Linked DNA regions of Danio rerio: region 2 is linked to region 1. Evidence: chromatin contacts called from public Micro-C data. All regions are on one chromosome and are shown on one strand. The core of a region is the stretch at or near the end of the contact, and the rest is flanking DNA. Distances in the headings are between cores, read along the strand shown.

What was found. A called contact is a pair of places that touch in the nucleus more often than the background predicts.
Region 2: a Micro-C map of caudal fin shows a contact between it and region 1, with 9 times the contacts expected there. The contact joins two enhancer-like sites. A contact is called at or near these places in 2 of 18 Hi-C or Micro-C datasets (caudal fin and embryo).

What each region holds. Positions count from the first base shown.
Region 1 is chr17:22,136,686-22,142,249 of GRCz12tu, forward strand. The region is part of intron 1 of ank3a (ankyrin 3a); the gene reads right to left. The region is part of intron 1 of LOC141378555; the gene reads left to right. Among named protein-coding and RNA genes, the nearest start is that of ank3a, 35 kb to the right of the region's middle. Within about 2 kb of position 3,371, at least 14 of the 62 cell types and tissues checked have an H3K27ac peak or open chromatin away from gene starts, as enhancers often do.
Region 2 is chr17:22,174,601-22,180,164 of GRCz12tu, forward strand. The region is part of intron 1 of LOC141378555; the gene reads left to right. ank3a (ankyrin 3a) reads right to left here and starts at 185. Exons shown (of 41, transcript XM_073928436.1): 1 at 1-185. Within about 2 kb of position 3,536, at least 9 of the 62 cell types and tissues checked have an H3K27ac peak or open chromatin away from gene starts, as enhancers often do.

The sequences.
Region 1 (5,564 bases), core at 2,121-4,620:
GTGACTGATATTTGTCAAAATGGATGAGCCGGTCTTATTGGATAAAAAAGCTGAACCCCTTAAATCATATAAGCTTTTGAAAATAAAGGTTCTCGTCGGTGCAGATAGCTTAATGGTCAGTGCGTAGACATACTGTATAGTGTAACTGTGCTGCAAGCGTTCTGAGTTTGAGTCCGAATACCGGGCCTTTTCTGATGCCTGATACTCTCCAACTTTATTTTCTGTCACCTCTTCACTGTCCTATCATAATACAAACAAAAATAAAGGTGAAAAAAGAAATCTCCTCTCTTTTGGCGTAAATGGTTTCTTGAAGAGCTTTGACATCCATTGGACAAATGTTTTTTTATAGTGTAAAAATATTTTATATATTTTTTATTTATATATTTTACAAAATAAAATAAATGTGTGGGTTTTTAGGGGGGGAACTACATTGGTATTTGTATGGCATCATAAATCATAATGAAAATAATTGTGTTTAAATGCACTGTATGTGTGAAAGTGCTGATAAATCACAGCAAAGACATAAGGACTGTGAACCATCAGAGCTACTCTTTCTTCCGTACAAAATGGTCACAAGATAAAAAAGTTTTGTGTTCAAATCAGTTTTGGTTAGCAACTTTTTTCATTGACTCACATACAAACAGGTACAGTATACATACACTCCTCTCAGAAATAAAAGTATAAGAGCTGTCACTGGGTACTAGTACTTATTCAAAAGGTAAACATTTATACCTAAAGGGGTCTTCAGTATATTAGTACTGCTTATCAATGCCTAAAAAGTACCAAGGTGAAATGTTAATTTACCAATTTGTAACTTTGAAGTACCGGTACAGATACAAATTTGCTATGAGAATGCACTGCCCGGTATATTCATGCTTTTATATGTGAGAGTGTAAAGGTGAAGGCAAAATGATTAGACCTCCTGTGAAATGTTTATTCTTTTTCAGATATTTCCCAAGTGATGTTTTACAAGGACATTTTCACAGTGTTTCCTATTATATATTGTATTTTGGAGAAATTTGACTGGAATGAAAGCAGTTTTAAACATTTCTAAATCATTTTTAAGAGCAGTACTATTCAAATTTGCCTAATGCCTATTTAACCAAACTTGCCTAGTTAACCTAACTAACCTAGTTAATGCACTTTAAGATTGATTACTGCACCGTAAAACCCAAAAGGTTAAGGTAAGTCAAACCATTTGAGGAAACCGATTGCAACAAACCATTTAAGTTCAAAAACTAATTCTAATGAGTACTGTGAACTTAATACATTTGAGTAAATGAAACAATTTGAACACAATAAAAACCCAATAAATTAAGAGAACTCAAACCAACTGAGTACTGTAAAACCAAATAAGTTAAGGCAACTCAAACTGTTTGAGGACATCGATTGCTACAAACCATTTGAGTAAAAAAAACTAATTTATACGAGTACTGAGAACTTACTCCATTTAATGTAAAGTAATGACGTATTTAATTAACTCATTACCTTCAACACAGTTCCAAACTTTTTTCAAATGAGTAGAAATAACTTTCAGTAAATTTTGAGTTAAATACACTCATTTAATTTGAAGTTGACTGTTGGGTTTTACAGTGCAGTATCTTGCAAATAACTATAATAAAATATCATAGTAAAGGCTAAAAGAAGAAATTAGTTATTAAAAATAAGTTATTTATTCTATCTTACAGCTTAGTTAGAACAGAGAAATTTGAAACAATTTAAATCTCACAGGAGAGCTAAGAATTTTTGCCTTCAACTGTACAAATTCTCATTTTTTTAAATGCCATTTTTTATTGCCATTTCCATGATTCTGTTTCTAAATGCAAATTCTCCTCCTCTTTAAAAGAGGTTGGTCTGCTTAACACTTTTGTGGAAACTGAAACATTTTCCGGATCTTTTAATAAATACAATGTTTATAAGAATAACATTTATTTGAATTTATTTTTAACAATATAAATGTCTTTATAATCAATCTTTTTAATAGAAAAATATTATAAAATGTGTAGTTTTTCACATTTACTACATTTTGTCACAGGTCATGACACTCTAGAATTAGAACAGCACAAAAAAGTCACCAGGCAGCAGCCAGCAATTTGCCAAAGCTAAATTTACTTGCCAAAGTGTTAATTGTAAACCCTGGCTCAGGGTCAATGTCGACAGGACATCCGGGAGCATTATCCTGGACCCTGTGTTGTCTGCTTGGCATTTATGAAACATTTCTGTCCTTCACAGAACACTTAGAGCAAAGATGGCCTTCTTATAACATTTTGTCCTGGCTGCTGTGACTGAGGACTACTGTATATTGAAGATCTGCAAAAAGCTAATCATTTCAAATCATGAAAATTCTAAAAATCCCAAAAAACATTTTTAAAATGACATCTGTACATGGAGTACAGAACATATTGCTTATATGTTGCACAACACAATGAATGCATATATGCATGCAAATCAATTCCCCGTGTCTTTGCGCATACTGCAATATTCACAGATGCTCCATATAAGCATTGTGTTCAGTGATTCTCTACTGCCCTCTGGTGGTTTGAAAGAGAAGCTGAAGCCATATATATAAAAAACAATAAAGAGACATGCTCTTAACTGAACATAAGAAAGAAATTTCTCTTAACAGAGGGTCACTTTAGGAATCTAAAACAATCAGTTTTTATAAGCCACTTTTGAATGTATTTAGTATATACAAACAAACAGATGTTGCTCATTACACTTTGGTCCTCCTACTAGGAAACAACACACTTTGAAAATTATTAGGCAAATTTGACATATTTTAGAGCTGTATTTAAGAGTCTACAACTGATTATAATGTATTTGTGGGGGCGTGTCTCTGTATCTCACCAGCCAATTACATTGAATGAAAAAATCTTTACTTAAAATAATCATTCGACACCTGCAATAATGCCCTTAGAGATCACGTTATGTCAAAGGTGAATGGAGAACTGCTGTTAATGTAGATTTACTGTCATTTCACGTGGCTGAAAGGATCTGTTTAACGGTTTCAACCTGACCTACATTTTCAACCAATAAAAATCCTGAACACGATGGCCACTTCAAAACCAAGACAATTTCTAAAATCTGGTTCTGTGTTTCAGTAATGAGGTGGTTAAGGCCTTGCTACAGGTTCTACATTTTTTATTAAAAAAAACACGCTTATATTCTCCCCTCTCACTTTTTCTTTAGATTTGATCTGTTTCTCTATAATGAATCCAGGTCACACCCGATTGCTTCGTCTTCTCTCTGGAGAAATGACAAGTGACATTAACTCTCTGGCTCTGTATGTTAGCCTAGTTAGCCTACTTTGCGCGCGCACGCACACACACACACAAAGAGAGAGAGAGAGATTGATGTTTTAAATAGAGTGCATTAACTTATTTCACCACAAGGGTGCAGTGAGTAACACTGTTACATGCTAAAATCACAACACCCTCACACCCTACAATTAAAATGATCAGATTTTGAATAAAAAATCGTTTCTATTATTCATAAATGACAGTAAGAGCATGTAAAACCACAAAATAAAGATGCAGAGGGTTGAGTGTGTAATTGGCACCATGTCCGTAGCATCCGTCTTTCAGTTCAAGTTAGCTGATCCCCGAAAAACACTAATGCAACATAAAAAGGAACAGATCGATCGCAAAGTGGACCCTGTAATTCTTGCAAATGGCTGGTTTTCAGTGTCACAGTAGCAAACGACAATGATGCCACCTAAGTGCATCACTTTCAAATGCTAATGGTGCTTTTTGCTAACTTTCAGGTCAAAGTGGCAATATGGATTACTGCAATGTTCAGGACAATTATATCGACAATATAAATATCCCATTTTATATTCTGTCATTATTCACTCACCTTTGACCTGTTCCATAACAGTTTCTTTTTGTTCTGTTGAACACAAAAGGAGATGCACTGAAAAATGTTGAAAACCTGTAACCATTGACATCCATAGCATTTGCTCTTCCTGGAAGTCAATAGTTATACTTTCCAACACTTTTTAATGCATCTCCCATTGTGTTCAACAGAACAAACAAATCAAACTGTTATGGATCAGGTTTATCAGGTTAACAGAATTATTATTATTGTGTGAACTATCACTTTAAACACAGCAAAATTGAGAAATATTTCTACAATTTAAAATAACTGTATTAGTTTAATGTAACCTACATATTTATATAGTCCTTGTGGTGGAAAAGCTGAATTCTATGCAGTGTCAACATTTGAATACCAATGTGTTCAATTAGCACCCATAAAAAATGTTTTGCTATTTTTCATTATATTGGTCATAACAGTAGCATCCTTACTGAATACATGTTAAAACTTATTACATTTTACTTACTGATGTTACATTTTTGATGGTATACATTTATTATAATATGTCATTTTGAGAATATATTTAACACATAGGGTCCTATGAAGCTACGTTTACAAGATGAAATATTTTATAAACAACTTTCGATGAAGAATTGACAACTTCAATAGAAATTCATATAAAACATATCACACTAACAACCACAGCTGCATGGTCATACTCTGATCATACTGACGAACTTTTTTTTGGTGGTGGGAAGGGGGAGGGGGGGGGGGATTGGTGTAAAAGATTTAGGCTCAGTTCGAGCTAGGCTAACTATTTCAATGCATAATAATCTGCATCTGTTGAAAGATAGAGTAAAAGATGACGAAAAAGACAAAAACCTGAGGCACTCGAATGACAAATTTGGCAACTAATACTAATACCTAAAAACACCAGCACAGGCTCATTGGATATTTGTGGCTCAGCCTACATTTTTGTGAAACAACAAAAACATACTTAAAGGTGCTTTATGTAAGTTTGACACTCAGTGGTTGAACTAGGTATTGCACTCCTGGATCAAAACACACGCGAGCACAGGGTGCCAGATTGACATGATTGTACCTGAATATCGAGAATAAGGGCTGATTTGAACTGTTTTCTAACTAAAAGCAATGTCATGCAATAGCGGAAAGTTTTTTTCACACTAAAAAGAGTTTTTGTCCTGACCAAAACCTGAAATTGATATTTTATTTATCTGCTGTAGTATTACCATTGAATATATTTATTTATTTATCTTGAAAATGAAATAAACCGTCTGAAATGTAACTTTAGAACTGTGGCAAATATCAATCATTCAGCATGTACTTATAATAATGTTAAATAGGTTTAATATGTATTAATTTAAGTATAACCCTTACCATTTTGCGAGTGAGTGCATATTCTGTGCTTCAGAACGGCTGTATTTAAATTTCTGTCGTGTTTCGTCTTGTGCAAACAGACAAATTGCTTACCCCTGCAAATCTTGTCATGCAGCGTGTTGTTTGGACACAATGTTACAATGTAGCCTGCTCACCTGATGCTTACATTCGTAATATTTATATAATTTGCTAATTAATAACCTCATGTGGAACTATGAATCTGCATTTCATTTTGGAGTCTGCTACTGTCCACCGGAGACTTTCTAAATGAATGAATGAAATATGCGGTTTTCCACCAAGGCAACCTGGAGAACTGAAATATAATTGGCTAAACTGACATTGGGTGGGTTTAA
Region 2 (5,564 bases), core at 2,286-4,785, 38 kb after region 1:
GCGATCCTCCTTATTCCAACATCCACTCCGATCAGCATGGACCAGGCAGAGAAGTCCATTAAAGCTCCGCTGATGGTGTTTGTTTATGGGGGAGATGCTGAGAGGCGCGCAAACGCTCGCGTTCTCTCTCTCTCTCTCTCTTTCTCTCTCTGAACTCTCTCTCACTCTGTGTTTTCAGAAGACTCGCCTTCTTCTTCTGTCTGGTGTTCCCCAAAAAGGGTGTGGAGAGATAGTGGAGCGAAAGAGAGAGAGGGAGAAGGAGGAGACACGGAGAGACCGAGAAATCAGAGGTTGATGGACAGATTAGTTTTGAAAAGAGAAAGAAGAGCATAATCCTGTTGAATAGCCTACCTGCTTTGATGTGTTTCGCACACCCACACGGACAGACAGAGATTAGGGGAGAGTATGTGTTAAATAAAAGTGAAACAAAACAAAAGGAGGTATAAAGGAACAATTCAGTGGTATGAAAGAAAGAACAATGGGTATAAAATGAGTTCCTCTCGTGCTGTAAATGAGAGATATGTTCAGATTGCTGCCAATACTCTGATCATGTGCTCTCTGAGAATGTGTGCGCGCGTTTGCATGTGTGCAGGGAGTGAAATATTAAATGTGACACCTCTGTGCTGTGTGTGTACGTGTGTGTGTGTGTGTGTGTGTGTGTGCGTGTGTGTGTGTGTGTGTGTGTGTGTGTGTGTGTGTGTGTGTGTGTGTGTGTGTGTGTGTGTGTGTGTGTGTGGTTGGACAAGCATGCAGCAGGTCCTTCCAGAAAAGGAAGACTCCTCCAGTACGGTGCCAAGAGATCAGCTTACTAACAGAGAGAGAGAGAGAGAGAGAGAGAGAGGGAGAGAGAGAAAGAGAAACGGGCAAAAGACATTGGAAACATTTGTGTAGTTAAAAACATGAACTGATTTATTTTTACTTTGTTTTATTTAATAGGGTCAGTTTGTGGCTGTTTTAACATTTAGGTTTGGTTAAACTTTATTAAAAGGGTGGTCCAGAATGTAATTTTAAGGTTTGGTTGTGTTTATAAAATGCTAAGCGAAGAGATGTGTGCTCATGTTTCACTTAAAGGAAAGGAAATCACGTTATTTTTTCATATATCTCACTTTGATTATACACAGCTACTCAGCTAACATGAAAACGACTGATATATTTCCTAGTTCCTCTGAAAGGCCCGCCCTCAAGTGACTCTGATTGGTCATAGTCATAATGTGCTGCGATTCGCGGATCGGCTCCACATCACCCCCGTACAAGCACGCGCTTTTCTGCTGTGTAAACAGTCAGTCAACCTCCTGCATGCTCTCTAAAATAAAATCTGACATGTGTCTGTAACGAGTGAAAATGGGGTGCGGCTCCTTTAAGAGGAATCGTCTTTGTGTGTGTATCTATGTGTGTGTGTGAATGTGTGAACTTTCTGTAACTAGCGCATGTGCGTCGGACTTTCTTTTTCTTTTTCTCTGATGCTCCGATTAACTTATTTTCTGTAATATATTGTGACAGAAGAATAAAGCACAAGATGTGGGATGCGACTTGTGTGAGCCTTGATTTATTTTTCTGCTGCTATCACGAGTTAGGTGAGCTATCCTGTATTTTTTTAAACTCGACGATTTACACGATGTCTTTCACAAATATCCAGAATATGCAGGTGTAAGTAAGATGAATTATCCACATATCTTATATATCACATATCATCCACAACTTCATTATCTGAGATGTAAAACGCATGAAAAATCTGCCTAAAGAGAAACAATGCAAAGTCGCGCACACACATAGAGCGAAACGAATGCGCTGGTGAAGTGTATGTGTGGGTGTTTACAGCAGTTTGACTGATAAATATGAATTTGTAGCTCAATCGTTTGCCCGCAAAGCAGCATCAACTAAAGTTTAAAATATGAAATTGTAGTGGACCACCCCTTTAATATTTGCACTATTATATGGTCACCAAAGCTGCATTTATTTCATTTAAAAACATAATATTTGTTTTCTCCTTAATATATTTGACAAGGTTATTTATTCCTGCCATGGCAAAGGTGATTTATTGGTAGACATTAATCCAGTGGTCCTTCAATATAATCCTTATAAGTAAGTAATCTAATATAAGTATGCTTAATTTGTGACATACCAGTAAACCCTCTTGATTCTCCTGTATTATACAATTCTATCCCGCTATCATACCGTAAAGATATTTTCCCGTATTTCTGCCGTTTTTTGTTTTTTTTTTCAATCTTTTTATGAAGGGTGGCAATAAACATTAAAGAGCCGATCCTCCCTATACAAGACATATACTGCCGAACCACCAGGGGACGCCCATTGAACTTAATTTTGAATCTATTTTGCTCTTTCATTTTATTTAGGCATAAAAACATTTCAAAATATATAGAAAATGCCAGGATTCCCTTCCTTTCCATTACAGGCATTGTTGTCCCTTCTATGCAATCTTCAAAACAAGGCTGTCAGACGATGCACACGTCTACACACAGATCTTCACACTAAGAAAAAGCTAAAGTAATAACATCTAAACAAGTCGATCTTGGTGGGTTTTCTTTAAAACACAACAATTTTTGTTTTAAATGAGCATAAACAGTTTTGAGCATAAAGCAATCGAATGCTTTCATTATGGATCTATGCATTTTTTAAGTGACACCTCTGTTATTTAATGTGATCTAATGAAAAATTTAAATGAGATTCATTCACTGCTCTATAATTAGAATGTTTAAGTTTTACAGTTAAGAAAAGGTTATTGAGATTTGACAACTTAATTCAATTTCTTTATAATAGCTATTAATTGTGATGAGCAAACCTGTTTGTTAATTTATTTGTAGCTTTTTTAATGTATACTATTTATTCTATCCTTTGTAAATAATAATAATAATTAAAAAACATATTACAGATCGTTTCAACTGTTTATTTACAATGAAAGTATTTACACATCCCAATGTTGACAGGTAAGATTTTGTGGCCAAATAAAAAAAAAAATTATACATAAATTTTATATTTTTAGGGATGTATAGTATATCTGTTTTAGGGATGTACTGATACTGGTATCAGACTGGTATCAATCTGTGATATTTTGTAAAAGGCAAATTATCTGTGCTATTATGGTCATATTTCAGTTTGTTTGTATTTCAATTTGGAGCTTGATTCCATTCATTCATCTTTATTGAAAAAAGAAGCAATGAGAACATTCTGCCAAATATTTTCTATTGTGCTCCACAGATACAATGCAAGGAAGCACAAAATTCAGGGGGACGGATTGTCATTCTCATTAATAGATGTGAATGCATTGGGTGGTTACATCCCAAGATTTATTTCTTAGAAAATCAAGTAATGCCATTGGATGGCATGACTTTCTCAAGAGGTTTGTGATATAACGCTCTTCGGCATGCAGACATGGCGGCCCCACAGCCAGCTCTCTTTCTCCTCCTCTCCATTTGGATAACAGAATCATCACCACAGAGCGATGAATACAGGGAAAGAGAAGAGAAAGGCAGCGGGAGGAGGGAATCTGGAGGAGAGCGAGTGTGAAAAAGAGGGGGATGAAGAGAGAGACAGTAATCTGGTCACAGACTGTTGGGCTTGGCCAAGCAAAAGCTTCTAGCACTATACAGTACATCACTGACAACACACACACAGACGCTCCACCTACAGTTTCACACACACATCAATGATTGCCACCACCGGCAAAAAAACCCTCCAAAAAAAACAGCACAAGCTCGGTTTTTCAGTAAGCTGCTGAGCGTTAGTCAGTGATTCTGTGTGGCACTGTGACTGACTTACACCTCTCTCATGAATTATTCATAATCTGTGTCTCTTTGTATATGTGTGTGTGTGTGTGTGTGTGTGTGTGTGTGTGTGTGTGTGTGTGTGTGTGAGTGTGAGTGTGTGTGTGTGAGGAACAGCTTATGGCTGGGACGTGAGGGACTACCTCTAGTCGGCGGTGATCGATTCTGCTTTCCGACGCGCACATACACAAAAAACTGAGCACCCACAAATCCAGTGCCTCTTTGTTCTGCCCTCTGGTGGTTAGCCTCATAAATAAAGTGTTCTTTGAGACTGACCTGTACAACAGTTTGGCCAACTTATTGCTGCGAGTATGGGAGGAACTTGATTCAGGCTCAGAGACGGTCATTGTGTGTCGAAACAGAAGCACTGATGTGCAGCTTTGAAGTGAAGGGTCTCAGACGTTAAGCAGTTTTACAGGCTTCATACCCAGACATCCCGTATGTGGATTGTAACTGTAAAATATAAACAAAGACATTATAAAAGATCATCTCGTTTTGTTTTTAAAATCACAAACTGACAACAAGATATGGAAAACATCAGATCAGGTTATAGATAGTTAAAGGAAGATATTTTGAAGAATGTAGGAAATGTTAAATGTTGTAGCCATTAAGTTCCATAGTAATTTTTCCAGCTGTGAAAGTCAATGAATATCGGTTTCTAACATTCTTCAAAATATCTTCTTTTGTGTTCAACAGAAGAGTGAGAAAATGGCAACACACATTATAAGGGTCAGACTTTAGGTTTTAGTTCTAGGTTTTCATTTGCCTGACTTTATGTTTAAAGACCAAAAATTATTCATGTTTGTTTGACAGGAATTTTGCAAGACTGAAGTTTGACTTTGCAAAGCTTGTATGACCAGTAGAATGGGCAATCCCTGACATTTCTCCAAGACGTTTCTCCTTGACTAAAATTGGGAAGAATGTGACAGACAATATACGACCGTCGTGCGCAGAAGTAATTATTTGCACTTCAGGTGTCCCTGCTGTTTTTGAATGAACCTGCCACTAATTACAGGGTGTATCTCTCAAACGGCTTGACTGTATAATTCACGATCACGTGAGTTGATTTTTTCTTTTGTTGACACGCGTGGTGAAGCAACATTCTGACAGCCAATAAATACCCCAACTAAATGGAAGTCTATCAAAACCGGTTCCAAGATTAATGATTTAAAAATCATTTTACTATGATAGCTTTAAAATGAGTCTGGAATTAAAAAAAATTATTACACAAGCAATTCAGCTCGTTGGTATTCAAATGATCCACAGCAAAACTGACTTCACATCTATTGTTTTACACAACGATAATCAAGATGTATATATTTGTGTAACTTACATTTGAGAATACTCACAGTTAATTTCTCAGTTTTTGCTCAGCCAGCGAAAACTTTCATTAGCTGCAACTCCAACAAAATGGTAGCGTGGTTAAATGAATATGTTGAATTATTCAGACAGTCATTTGTCGCCACCTATAGGTGCATCCCTGTAACCAATGCAAACGCTAGATGGCACTTGTTACACTGATTTATACATTTTCAGCTCAGCTAAAGAAAATATTTTACTAGATGCATCTCCTTGCAACACAGCTGTGTATAGTTCCTGAAAGAATCAGTTGAGTAAATCATTCAAAGACTTATTTAAATAAGCCTAAATGATTCATGCATTTACATTTACTTATTTGAACAAATCATTTGAATTAGCTATGACACAACCATAAAAAAAAAAAAAAAAAATTCCTGAATGAGACATTATGCATTTCAATACTATCCAACCTTAATAGTTTTC